Linked DNA regions of Mus musculus: region 2 is linked to region 1. The links are chromatin contacts, called in public Micro-C maps. All regions are on one chromosome and are shown on one strand. The core of a region is the stretch at or near the end of the contact, and the rest is flanking DNA. Distances in the headings are between cores, read along the strand shown.

Evidence for each region. A called contact is a pair of places that touch in the nucleus more often than the background predicts.
Region 2: a contact with region 1 is called in a Micro-C map of muscle stem cells, with 4 times the contacts expected there. The contact joins two enhancer-like sites. A contact is called at or near these places in 1 of 15 datasets of contacts at CTCF or cohesin (the NIH/3T3 cell line) and 1 of 484 Hi-C or Micro-C datasets (muscle stem cells).

What each region holds. Positions count from the first base shown.
Region 1 is chr15:55,843,603-55,849,820 of GRCm38.p6, forward strand. The region is part of intron 1 of Sntb1 (syntrophin, basic 1); the gene reads right to left. Among named protein-coding and RNA genes, the nearest start is that of Sntb1, 60 kb to the right of the region's middle. Within about 2 kb of position 3,804, at least 49 of the 459 cell types and tissues checked have an H3K27ac peak or open chromatin away from gene starts, as enhancers often do. A contact at or near this core is called in muscle stem cells, where this site is marked.
Region 2 is chr15:56,014,166-56,020,766 of GRCm38.p6, forward strand. No RefSeq gene overlaps it. Among named protein-coding and RNA genes, the nearest start is that of Gm46516, 94 kb to the left of the region's middle. Within about 2 kb of position 4,151, at least 12 of the 459 cell types and tissues checked have an H3K27ac peak or open chromatin away from gene starts, as enhancers often do. A contact at or near this core is called in muscle stem cells, where this site is marked.

The sequences.
Region 1 (6,218 bases), core at 2,554-5,053:
ATATTTACAAAGCACTTGGGCTTGCAGAGTGCTTCCTAATTCTTCTTAAAAATTTTGCCTTCTGCCCAGATGGTGAGCCCTTGCTATCACTCCTCTTTTATGGGTGGAGGGGAGAGATCACAAATGCCCTGTGACTTATTCAGACCTCGGAGTTGACAGACGTGCCAGAGCTGGCACGAGGAAGCAGCATGCAATTCTGCACAGCCCCAGCCACCAGGGGTAACCAATCTTTTCCCAGGGGAAATCAGCCAATGGCCCTAAGAGAAATTCAACAGGAAGGCAGCTGCCTGCTTCCTTTCTATAATCTGTTTTGCCACAGGCAGGGTGTTTAAGCTCTTTAATGGAAGAGGCATGAGGAAGCCTGGAGGAAGGAAGTGAATATATATATATATATATATGTGTGTGTGTGTGTGTGTGTGTGTGTGTGTGTGTGTGTAGACAAGATGAAGCCCAGAGCACATTGGTCCTTGACCCTTCCATCACCTGCCAATTTATAGCCTGTGGCTTTAAGTGCCAGCATTCAGAGGTAGAAAACAGCCCCTGTTGCAAACAGTTTCCTGCATCTCTGGGGTTTTGTGTTCCATTGGCTGGAAAAGCAATGAAAGCAGATCTTCATAGAATGTCAGGGAATGTGGACCAGTCCTGGCTTAAATGCAGAGTAAGCTATGGTGGAAAGTGGTTGGGTCATTTGTGCTGGAACCTAGAGGACACATCCAATTTGAATACAGGAGGACTGATTGATAGACCAGTCCCCCAAGATTCCTGACCCCCAGCTACACAGCTCCTATATTGGATGACTTTGCACAGTTAAGGGCAGAGATTCTCCAATGTCGAGCCACTGGTTAATTATTTCAAGCCTTATGGGTAGCATATCAGCAACCTTTTCTTTTCTGGACCTTCCTATGGTATCTTCGCAGTCTGGAAGAATGGATTTCCTTCCTATCCTAAGAAATAGAAAACTCCAAGTCTTGGCAGCGGCCACGCCAAGCACACCACCAAATTCTGAACACAAAGCTGTGGCCCTCGGTGGACCTTGCAGAAGGGAAGGTGAGAGAGAGCAACGTATACCATGTGGGTGTCAGGAAGGAGGTCCATGAATCAGCCAAATGCAAATTTCATCCTTATTTCAAAAATTAACCAGGAAGAGAGAATGTACAGATATTCCCCAAGTGTGCAGAGGACAGTCACAACAGTGTAAAGTGGGATAGGAGCAGGGCTACAGGAAGTTCTGCTGAGGTCCTGCGGAAGTCATTAAAGAGGCTTCCACTTCCCCTAAGAACAATTGCAGAGCAATGCAGAGGAGGAAGGTGGCGGCTGCAGAGAAAGGATGTTGCTTCTCCTCAGAGCCCCAGAAAAGCAGGGCGGAAGCAACAGGGCTGTGTCTTCATACCGCATGCAAAAGGAGAGAAAGCTTAGCATAGCAGGACAACGTGTTCTATATTCAGTCCCCTCTCATCCACTTCATGTCTGCTACAGGACACACAAGCACTCATGTGCACACACTCTTTAAAGCAGTTTAAGATAAAATGACTATGATGCTTTTCAGGGTTACTCTTGTTTTATAGTCAGATATCACGAATCAGACTTCTGGAAACTTTCAGGAGTTTGTAAAAAACAAATTACAGAATTACTCTACTGACAAAGACCGAGACCCATTAGATGCACAGTGGTGGCAGCTAGCATTTTGCTCTAACATATGAGGTAAATCTATGAAGGACCATCACTGCTAGTGAGAAACTTCTTGAATTGTCTTGCATAGTTTTGTATATATAAATCTCGAAATTCTTGTGTACAGTCCAGTCTTGAGAAAAATGGAACTAAAAAGAAAAAGGTGTCTGAACACTCTTCCCTGGGTCACTATCATTGCCTCAGCTGCTCTTGCAAGACGGGTGATATGTACAATGTTCCTAACATGGCCACTTGTTAATTGGATATCTTTGGCGATCCCATTTTTTTTTAAATCACAATACAAATTAATAGGTTCACTTTCTCTTTGAATGATTGGTAAGCTGTGTCTGATATTCGTGAGGTATAAACTGGTGACTAGACCAAAGAAGTAGAAGTTCTTTCTGGGTATTTCTGCTCATTGATCCTCAGGGAAACTGATTAGTAGAGACAAAGCATGTTTGGTAGTACCAATGAAGCTAGGTTGCAGGATACACATCTTACAGCCTGGCTGCCTGTGCTTCATTACCATCTGGAGCCTGGTAATTGCATGGAGAATTGAGTTAATTACAAAAAAAACAAGATCAACGCCTGCTTCTTGGTTTCTTGATGGGTGCACCTGATACTTGGTCAGCAGCATCTTTATTAACAGATACCAGTGTTGTAGACCAGAATAAACAACCATGTGAATGGAAGACTGAAGGAGAGATGGTGGTTAGGGAGGATACCTGGGGTTAATAGAGTAATGAAGGTTGGAAGCCTAACAAATGGAATTTGATCTGCAGCATCAGCAGAAATAGTAATTACGGATCTCCTGACAAGGCAAGGCCTCCTTAGATCTATAGATAAAGCATTAAATAACCAATATTGGGTCTGCGGTCTGAGGTACTTTGAAAGGAGGAGGGCATCCTTGAGTGTTCCCGTTGCTCTATTGACAGGTGATCAGGAACCTGATAAAGCTGTTGATAAACCATGAATCACACAGTGTGGAGGACATTTGTTTTGGCACCAAGAATTTAATATCAAAAAATGTCATGGCCCCTTGTGTATGTGATGTCACATATATCTACATACATAATTATGTATTCGTTGGCATGCAGGCAGGTCAGCATGTATCTTGTGTAGGTGTAGACAGACATTAGAGGTTGATGTTGCATGTCTTCACCTACCTTCTACCTCTTTTAGAGACTTGGTATCTCGCTGAACCCAGGGTTCATCAGCTTGGCTAGACTGGATCGTCGCCATGCCTGAACTATCCTCCTATCTCTGCATCCCTGGTACCTGCCCTTTGCAGCTGCATGTGCTTTGTTGGAGTTGTTGGTTTGTTTTGGTTTTTGCAAGACAGGGTTTCTCTGTGTAGCCCTGGCTGGCCTGGAACTCACTCTGTGGACCAGGCTGGCCTCAAACAGAGATCTACCTCTGCCTCCCAAGTGCTAGGATTAAAGGCCACCACACCTGTCTCTAAATGTCATCTTAAATTTCATTTTAAAAGAAAACACTTCTTTCTTTTTTTTTTTTTCTGACTAGCGAATCCTTCAAACAGGAAGCCAAAGTGATGGGAAAAGAATCATGTATTTGCTTTTATCTTCTTCCCTCTAATTTTATTAGGAAACACATCTGATTAATTTAATTCTTGAGCAAAGACAGGTAGACCTCTTATACTAAAAATTAAATTGAGGAGTAGTTATCTGTGTGCCCTCAAGAAGCCACCAGGTTTATTTAGGCAAGAAAGCTCGTTGGTGGCCATCAGACAGAAAACATGTCTGCACAAGGAGACACATGTAAGTTATCATCTTTCTTGACCTTCTTCCAACACTGGAAGTGACTCATCTGCAGTCAACAGATCTACCCCCACTCCCTCAGAATACACATAACTCAGAATCAAAATTTTTCAGTCACTCCTAGAGTGTTTGATGTGGCCTAAATTCAACTCTATTTTGCCAGCAGGTACAGCACAATGCTGTTGAGGAACTTGGAGGGCACATTTTTTTTTCCATTTAAATTCTTTCTTTTATATAGTGTTGTGAGTATTCTTCTTCTACCCCAGGAAAAAAGGAAACCTTACAGAGATACCCATGGAGATGAACTTAGTGGATTTATTGGACTCTTAAAAAGCAAACAGAAGCAAGCAGCAAGGGTGAGCCACGTGTGTCGATGGCCCAGGCAACTAGTGCTGTTGCTATGTTGAAAGCAAACAACTACAGTAACATAATACCATTTCTCATGAAATGATTTGGCAGAGTGTTACAATGCTGGTATCTCAAACTCACCAGATCTCTGGTAATATCCTTTTTCAGCTACCCAAATAAAGTGGCTGGCTACTTTCCAGCACAGTACCACATTTCCAAGCCCACTCTGCCTTTCTCAGTAGCTTAGCTGGCTGACATTTATGGACTCCATCACTCAATCTTACTTGCTCTCTAAATTGCATGTTGTCCGGGCACTTTGATTCCACAGGCACAGCCACTACTTCAAGAGTCTCACCCTCCTAGACATCCTCTAAGACTCTGGCTGTGCAGGACTCTAGGTGATAGCAGAGGCCCCTCCTTGCTTGGCTTCAGTGGTTATTGGTGACAGATTTCTCCCTGTAAATTGGTCTCCATGCCTCTGGTGCCCATGGCTTCCCACTATTGTTGGATCCTTCACCATCTTGATTAGAACTCTTTTGTCTCAAATGAGTTTTGCTCCAGGATGCAGAGACACATCTACTTCCTATCAGGATGTTGCCTCACACAACTGTGAGACAAAGAAAGTAGCATTTTCCTGGGACCTCAGAAGATTTGGGCAACAGAACTACATTCTATCAAGATTTTTCTCAGGTCCCTCCCCTCTTCTCAAGGTCACCAGGGACCCTTCTGTGGTGGAACTTTACCCATCATCAGAATGTCATATAGCTAAAGATGATCCTGAATGTGTGGTCCTCCTGCATCTATGTCTTAAGCACTGGTATTCTAGGACTGGGTCATTGGCACACCCAGTTTTATGAAGTGATAGAGACAGAACTCAGAGATTCATGTATGTAAGGCAAGAACTCTACCATCTGAGCTATACCTCCCCAGCCAGTGGACAGGGTCTTCTTTGTACTTCCTCCACCTATGGGGGCTGTCTCTCTCTCCCCTTACTCCCGAAGAGCAGGCTACCAAGTGAGCTTTGTTTAAGAAACTTAGATGCAGAAGAGCTCCTGTTTAGAGCACAACAGGAAACAAGTTAAAAGTAGTTTCAGATGTGATGCAATTACTTAGCGTAGTCACCTACGCTACAGGGGATTTCAGGCTTTCCTTAAACCCCACACAGGGTTATAAAATACAAGACATGTCTCACCCCCAAATCATCTTCCACTCACCCCCATTTTATACTTCCACAAAGTTTTGTTCTAAGTTGTGCCATTCTGGGGGGTACAATGCCTTGTGTTTTCTCAATCTTATCTGTAAAGACCAGGTCCAGGGGTCTATCTCAGGGTCTGGCAAACCAGAGCTCATCAGTCAAATTCCCCTGGATTTCAAGACATTTTTACTGCAACACAGACATGTCTACTAGCTCCAGATGGTTTATGCTGCTGCAAAGTATTACAGTTATTACATAGATCTCAGAACCCACAAATTCAGGTTTTACTCTCATGCTGTGTGCAGAAAGAAATCACAACCCCCCCTCCCAACTAAAATCTTACACAACTACAAAAAAAGAAAAGAAAAGAAAGCCAAACAGGTGTTTTTGTAAAGAAAAAGATACATTTTTTTCTGTAAGACTAATAGTGCCAATTATCACCATATTAAGATAAATTATATGACCAGCTTTTAAAATAATGGTTTATTACTGAGTGTGATAAACATGGTGTTTCCTATATTTAGACTGTCCCCTGAAGCCACTTTACTCTGGTACAGTTTACTCTCTTTGAATATGTACAGGACTTACAGTCCATTAAAGCCCACCTTTACTCATTTAATTTATGGTAATAAGAGATATCGAACAAATCTTGAGTTACTAAGATGTCACTATGCATACTCTGTTAGTAGGAAAAAATCTAAGCAGCCAGCATCTTATAGAGCCCGTTAGATATTTGAAAAAGTGAGGTCCCCCCCCCCCCAGAGGAAGATGTTCATGGTGTGTATTCAAGTGAAAAACTAGTCATGTGAACATGTAGGATTTAAAGTTATGCCTTAGTTTTTGTTTAAAAACCAGAAGTTGTATGTATGCACATGTATGTACACATACTTACACACACATACATTCACATACAAATCGAACAATCCAGAGCAGTGTGCTCAGTTTTAAACATACTTGTCTCTGGGAAGAGAGATATGAAATGGCTATTTTCTCTCTTTCTTTTGCTAGTCTTTTCCCACAGGAAATAAGTGGACATATTACCAAGCATTTTGTGTTTGGTGAACTCTAGAATAGATATGCTTATCAACATTGGAAGTGCATGGTGCCTATTGATGAAAATTCATGGGATCCATAAATAACCAGAACCATTTGCTCCCCCTTCCTCCTACAACCAGACATCCCCTCAGATAAATGACAGCCCACTGCTGAACCAAATATGTTGTAGCAAC
Region 2 (6,601 bases), core at 2,901-5,400, 170 kb after region 1:
TGGATGCCCTGATGAAAGGCACGTCCCGACAGTCCTTGGCTCAGCCCCAGGAAATGCACACTTGTGGCCTTAGAGGCACGACACTGAAGAACCACTTAGGGGATCTGCCAGATGCACATGCAGCAGGAATGAGCCTGCCTCAGATAGCCTTGCTGGGCTCTGTGATTGCAGCCCTTTTAAGGGATCATAGCAGAGGCAGCAAATTCCATGCTAATCCACCTTTTAAGAACAGATACATTGGCATTTGCTATTAGCTAATAAGCTCTGGTGAGTCAGAAATGGGCCACAGGTACTGCGGTTTGCCTCCGTTGCTGGCCAGAAATATGCTGGGTATTGGATCCAGTGGGATTACACAAGTACAGTACAAGTAGCTCACAATCCTAATTACTCACATTTATAAAGCAATATGTACACTTGAAACAGAGTCTAGATCTTTCTTTCTTTCTTTTTTTTTTTTTGAAGTATTCACTTCAAATGTGAAATGTTTGGGACAACTACCCATTTTCTCTTACAAGCTAGGCTGCCTATTTCCATAATAATGAAGAAAGTTTCATTTAGGTATTAAGGGTTGTAATTTTTTACTCAAAGAAATGTCATATGCTCAGGGTTATAAAATTGAAGTAGTAATGCAAAATAAAAGCTCAAAAGTGAAGTTCCCCTTATCTCACAGTGAGATACCTTAGAGAATGTCACAGCCAACATCTTGAGTACTTGCTCAAAATTCTTCTGTGAATTACAACTACATTATGAGTTGGGCTGTACTGCCTCCAAAGATATGTTGATGTCTGTCTCCTCGCACCCTAGAATGTAACCTTACATGGAAATGAGTTATCTTCAGAGAATATCAAGGTAAGAGATACTTGGGAAAGTGAACCCAATCCAATGATGGCCTCACTCAAAGGAATGATTTAGAACATTGGGATAAATACACATAAAAATGACGCCATAGTCAAAAGAAGGTGGGGATGGAAATGGTGTTTCTATTAGTTAAGAAATGCCAAAGATTGCCCTCAAACCACCAAAAGGGAGGAAAGGAGGTCAGTTTCTCCCTTGTGGCCCTCAGAAGGAAACATACTGTGGACAGCTTGATTTTCAGTTTCTAAAGTTAGACATCACATGACAATACATTAATATATTTGTATTGCTTATTACACAATTTACAAAAGGCCCATTGAGTGGCTATACACATAGATATTGATATTGCTATACAGATGTGGGAAGACACCTAGTGCTTTCTTATTTACCAAAGGCTATCATTTATTGTGCATTCTCCCTCTTGGTTTGTTTTAATTACTTTGTGACTGTTTTTCCCCAGTATAATCATAGTTGAAATGTTGACAGTTGCTGGGCACGATGGTGGATGACTAATTACATCATCCAGATCACAAATGGAAGGTCAGTCTTTGATGAGTTCAAGGTAAACCCAGGGGACAAGTAGTGTGACCTCTTTCAAAAATGAAAACTTAAAAGATAAAGGACATAATAGTTAAAGATATAGTTCGGGAGTAAAGTTTGCCTAGCATTCATGAGGCTAGAGTTTCTATCACCAGGACCAAAATTTAAGAAAACATCAATAACAGTAACAAAATTTAACATTCCAATTACCGTTGTTAATAATGTACTCCTAGATTTGAGTATACAACACTTTATTTTTTTGTAGATGTCTGGATATTTCTAAGCCTTGGCAGTGTTGATGAGGATCACAAGAGGATTATAAGGAAATCATGGGCAGCCCTGTACTTGACACTGCAGTGATCCAGGAAAGGACATAACAGGGTTGAGATATTGTGTTCATGATATAAAAGCCTGGGGCCAGCTCTTCTTAACTTCACGGGAAAGTATAAATATTCAACCCTTCAGCAGCTGACTGATTCTAGCTTTATGAAAACAGATTCTCTTCATTGGATGTCTGTCTGCATGCTCATCAGTTTCCTATACAAACATTTCCACTGGGCAAGCTTGTTCTTGAACTTGCTCACCACAACATCCCGATGCTAAGCCCAATGCCTGACCCATAGTCTGTATTAATTAAGTTGACTAAACATTTTACATAGTTAACAGCCATTTTTGCATGCCCACTGTGAGTTGGGAATCATGACTCAGCATTTTTATATACTAAAAGGGTTAACATTTCTCAAAATAACTTAATACATTGGTACTGTGACATATTAATCAATTTGTTGTCAGATGGATATGAACTAAAGCCTTTACAGCTCATCATCCAGTGTAAAATCTAGTTTTTAAATGTATAAACCCAAGGGTTAGTACTTGTCTAAAATCTTCAGATACTTAGAAAAGCTCCCCTGACAAACTTTTAGATATTTTCTTTTGTACCGTCAATTCAGTTATTTCTTCAAGTCTTCCTTCACTGATTTTTTTTTCTTTAACTCTTACCTGATAAAGATGTCCTGTTAATTATGACGGTTGTTTGAGACCAATGGCATCTTTCATGACCCAATTGTGCATGATTCAAGAACCTAGAATGCTGGTATAGAAGACTGATCTGGAACAGCAGCTCTGAATTTGTTGTATTATATGAGTTCAGATTAGTAACACAGACTGTTATAGGAATATGCAAAGCTGAGGCAGGTTTTATTAGAACTACTACAAAAAAGTAGGGTGAGAAATTAGGCTGGTCAAATGGTTCAAAACTTAATTTTCAACCTTAGAACTCACATGGTAGAAAGATAGAACCAATTCTCACAAGTTGTCTCTTGAGTTTGAAATTACACACACACACACACACACACACACACACACACACAGAGAGAGAGAGAGAGAGAGAGAGAGAGAGAGAGAGAGAGAGATAAACCCCCTTCTCTAAGCCAATAGCTGAACCTGGACAAGGGCTGAGGCCATTTTATGGACATTAATGTGATACTGACTCTGTGTAATAATGAGCTGAGTCAATATGAGATCACACTTTCTATACCTGGCCCCATGACCCAACCAGGAAGGTGATCATGTACTCTTCATGTGCTCCCTACCCACACAGCTGAAAGGCGATTGAACGGCCCTCTCTGGCCATCTCTGATTTGTGGTCTGTTAGACTTTGGCTGTCTGCTAGCTGCTGGTCACTAGCCTATGTTGATGCTCTCATCTTGTGGGACTCTCCCCAGTTGTTAGTTAGACAATGTTCTTTTTGTTCTCACCTTTACACAACCAGACATTATCTTTACTATGGCACAGAGTTAAGTTTGCCATAGCTACAGAGATGTAGCTGCAGTTAGTTTTTTGTCTGTGGAGGTCTGGGACGGCCTTCTAGGTAGAAGCTTCTTGATTGTAGCCCTCCTTACTTAGAGCAAGTCTGCTGTAGTCAGGTTTATTCAAATTCAGAATGTATGAAAGGACAGTAGTGCTCTTCATATACATTTCTCAAAGTCTTTGGGCAAACAGGGTGTGGCTGACTTGTCCATGGCTTAGTGCTCTGTCTATATGTCTAGCATGGCTATCTCATGGTCATCTGTACACCCTCTTATTCATCTTTCTCAGTGCTTTGGTCTCTGCCATTTTAACTCTTATCTTCCTTTAAACCCCAGACTCCATTCTCATTGCATCATTTGTGAGTAACTTGCAATTTTCTTCATGTGACCTTTTCCCTTATTACCTAAAGACAGCTGCCCCTTGCTCACTCTCACAGTGTCAGAAGTTTTATCTCCTCTTGAATGAGAGCTTTCTTGGTCTTGAAAGAGCCAAAACCACTTTTGAAATATTGCTGGAAGTTTTGAGGGATTACATAATATTTTCTTGCTCACTTCTAAAAGAGTTTCTATGGCAAGTCAATTCGGGAGACTGGATGGTGCATCCCACATGTGTTTTCCCTTGTCAACAAACAAATATAAATTGCTTTGCCTAAAACCTACAGCATCAGAGAGACTGTGACAAAACTCTTCAACTGTAGAGAAGTTTAATACAAATTTTGAAGCAGAAAATTAAATGCGTTGTTTTTATGTGTTGGTTTGGTTTGGTTGTTTTTGTCCATCAGAAAAGGAAAAAAAAAATTTTTTTAGAGTATGTACAAAGTTTGCTTCATTTACCTCCATCCTGTGTGTCGATCAGAGCTCCAGGATCTATTTAAAACTCAGACTCCTTTGACAGTTATCAAGGTGTGAGGTAAGCAATGAGCTGTCCTGTTAAACAACTGACCCTGCAGTTGTAGCAGTGACTAGAGATGGACTGAGTCATCACATTCCACTGTATTAGATGTGGTTTTGTAGGAAATGTACCCAGCAAAAATTTCCATTTGTAGAATCTAGTCCATATATTGTACTTACTTTCCTCCAGGTTTCCAGAGAATGAAATCCAATAGAGTCATTAGAGGACTTAACAGTTGGCAGATCATTGATAATTTAAATACACACATTAATCTAAAAACCTCTCTTAAGTATTTTTACTACACATTCTAGACTAGCCATTCTCAACCTGTGGGTCCTAAGCCCTTTCTGGATGAAGCAACCCTTTCACAGGGATTGTCTAAGACCATTGGAAGACACAGATATCTACGTTGTGATTGATAACAGTAGTAGAGTTACAGTTATGAAGTTGTAACAAAAATAATTTTATAGCTGGGGATTATCACAACATGAGGAACTGTATTAAAGAGTCATAGCATTAGAAAGATTGAGAACCAGTACAGTAGATATGTTCATGGGCATTAATTTGGTTACATCTGAAATCACTGATTTCAGATAAATATTATTCTTCATTTTATAAATGGTAAGCCAAAGCTCAGAAGCAAACTTCAACTTCAGAATGCTATCATAGAACCATGCTCAACTGCTGAAAATATTGTTTGTGCTTTTCATTACCAGGGAAGGTGGGGCTCAAATTTCTATATGCCCTGTACTAGTTTCTCCTTCCTCCACTGTTTCCTTTATTGATTTCCCATTCCCATTCATCCTTTTCTATTCTTACTTTCTTAAATTTTATCTACATATCAGGCTGTCCCAGGACATGGAGATTATAAGCAGAAGAGTTTGTCAAAATGAGATATAATGAAGAAATGTGTTTGAGGAGCTTAATGTTTTGAAGAAAAGCAAAATAGAGGCCAAGAAATGCTCAGCAAAATCACAGATGCTCTTAAGATCATCTAGGATGTAGGTTGAATCAGGGAAGAGTCCAGAACTTGTGCCCACTTCTTATCTCATTGTACTGCCTAGTCTAGAAACATGATCTAATTTGACTGTGCTTGGTTGGATGTGTGCTTTTAGAAAATGCAGAATGTGAATGCTTGTGAGTAGATCTAAATGACCTGAAAATGGGTAATGTCAGGGAGACATGACACAGATCAGTGGATTCCACTGGGGACTCTATCAGGATGAGAAAGACTGATCCTGGATCTATGACATAGAAAGCCTCTCAATGATTCAGGAGAGATGGTTTAGGGAACAAAACTGTTTTTGTCCTTGAAAGTGTCATTAAATAAAGCAAGGATACATGAGCTGACATGATAGAGCTCTTATTTTCAGAAAGTAGGACACTGGTACTTGTATGTTCTCAGAAAGACTGTTATCATTTGTTCTAATGTTTCCACTGAAGAGATATCAATTAATGCCCTACTTAGATATGTGTGTGTATACACATGCGCACATACATGTGTATGCATGTCTCTGTGTGTGTGTGTGTATCTGTACACATGACATTTTCTTATTGATTATGGAGGAGAAACTTGTCTTTTGGGATCTTCTTACCCAAATGAAACATGATTTCTCAGCTGCTCTGGGCTATAAAGTAATCTCAATAGCAAAAGCCTTGCCCAGAGGGGAAGATTCTGAGCTGCTGAAGGTTTGCCTATGATGGATAGGTCCAGTTCCCAGGTATAGTGTAAGAAAATCCTGTGTGGCCACATACCTAGCCAACATTTCCACATGTAGTGTGGCTGCCTGCCAATCTGTCACTTCTATGGCCACTTTATTAACGCAAAATCTAACATTGTTTTCCTTCATTTACCTTACTCTTTTTCTGACTCTGAGTGACTTTTATCCTGGAAGAGTAGAAGGGTAGAGATAATTTGGGACCCCTTCAAGTTTAATTATCATAAAAAGAATTTTCCTATTAAGCAACAAAAGAATATATTTCAAAAATATAAACAGATATTAAAATGGGCAACTGCATACTTGAGGACTGCAACATGTAACTTTATAAGCCATGAATTTTCCTCCTCGTCCTCCTCCTCTTCCTCCTTCACCTCCTTCTTCTCCTCCTCTTCTTTTTCAGCTTATTGAAGGGTCTACTGTTCCCTTTGGTTTGCAATGCCATAAATTTCTCCATAGGACTCCTCCATTTGTATGAGAGCAGGCTTGGAGGGGTGGGGTGACAAGTCCTCTAAGAAAACTCACAATAGATTCATAAAGGGTGCTCCAAAGGCTTTGCACATATTAATTGATAATATCCACAGTTCATTACTGGAGAAACTGAGTCACAAGAGGGGATGTTTTCATGGTTACAGGGTGAAGCTGAAAGAGCTGATATTCAGACCCAGGTCACCTGACATTCTTCTTATCCATCCTACTTTTTGTTTCTCCACACTGGACCCATTTCATCAATTACATCTTCATCAGGACAGGGTAGGATAGGCTCATCGCTTCAGAATGATGACACA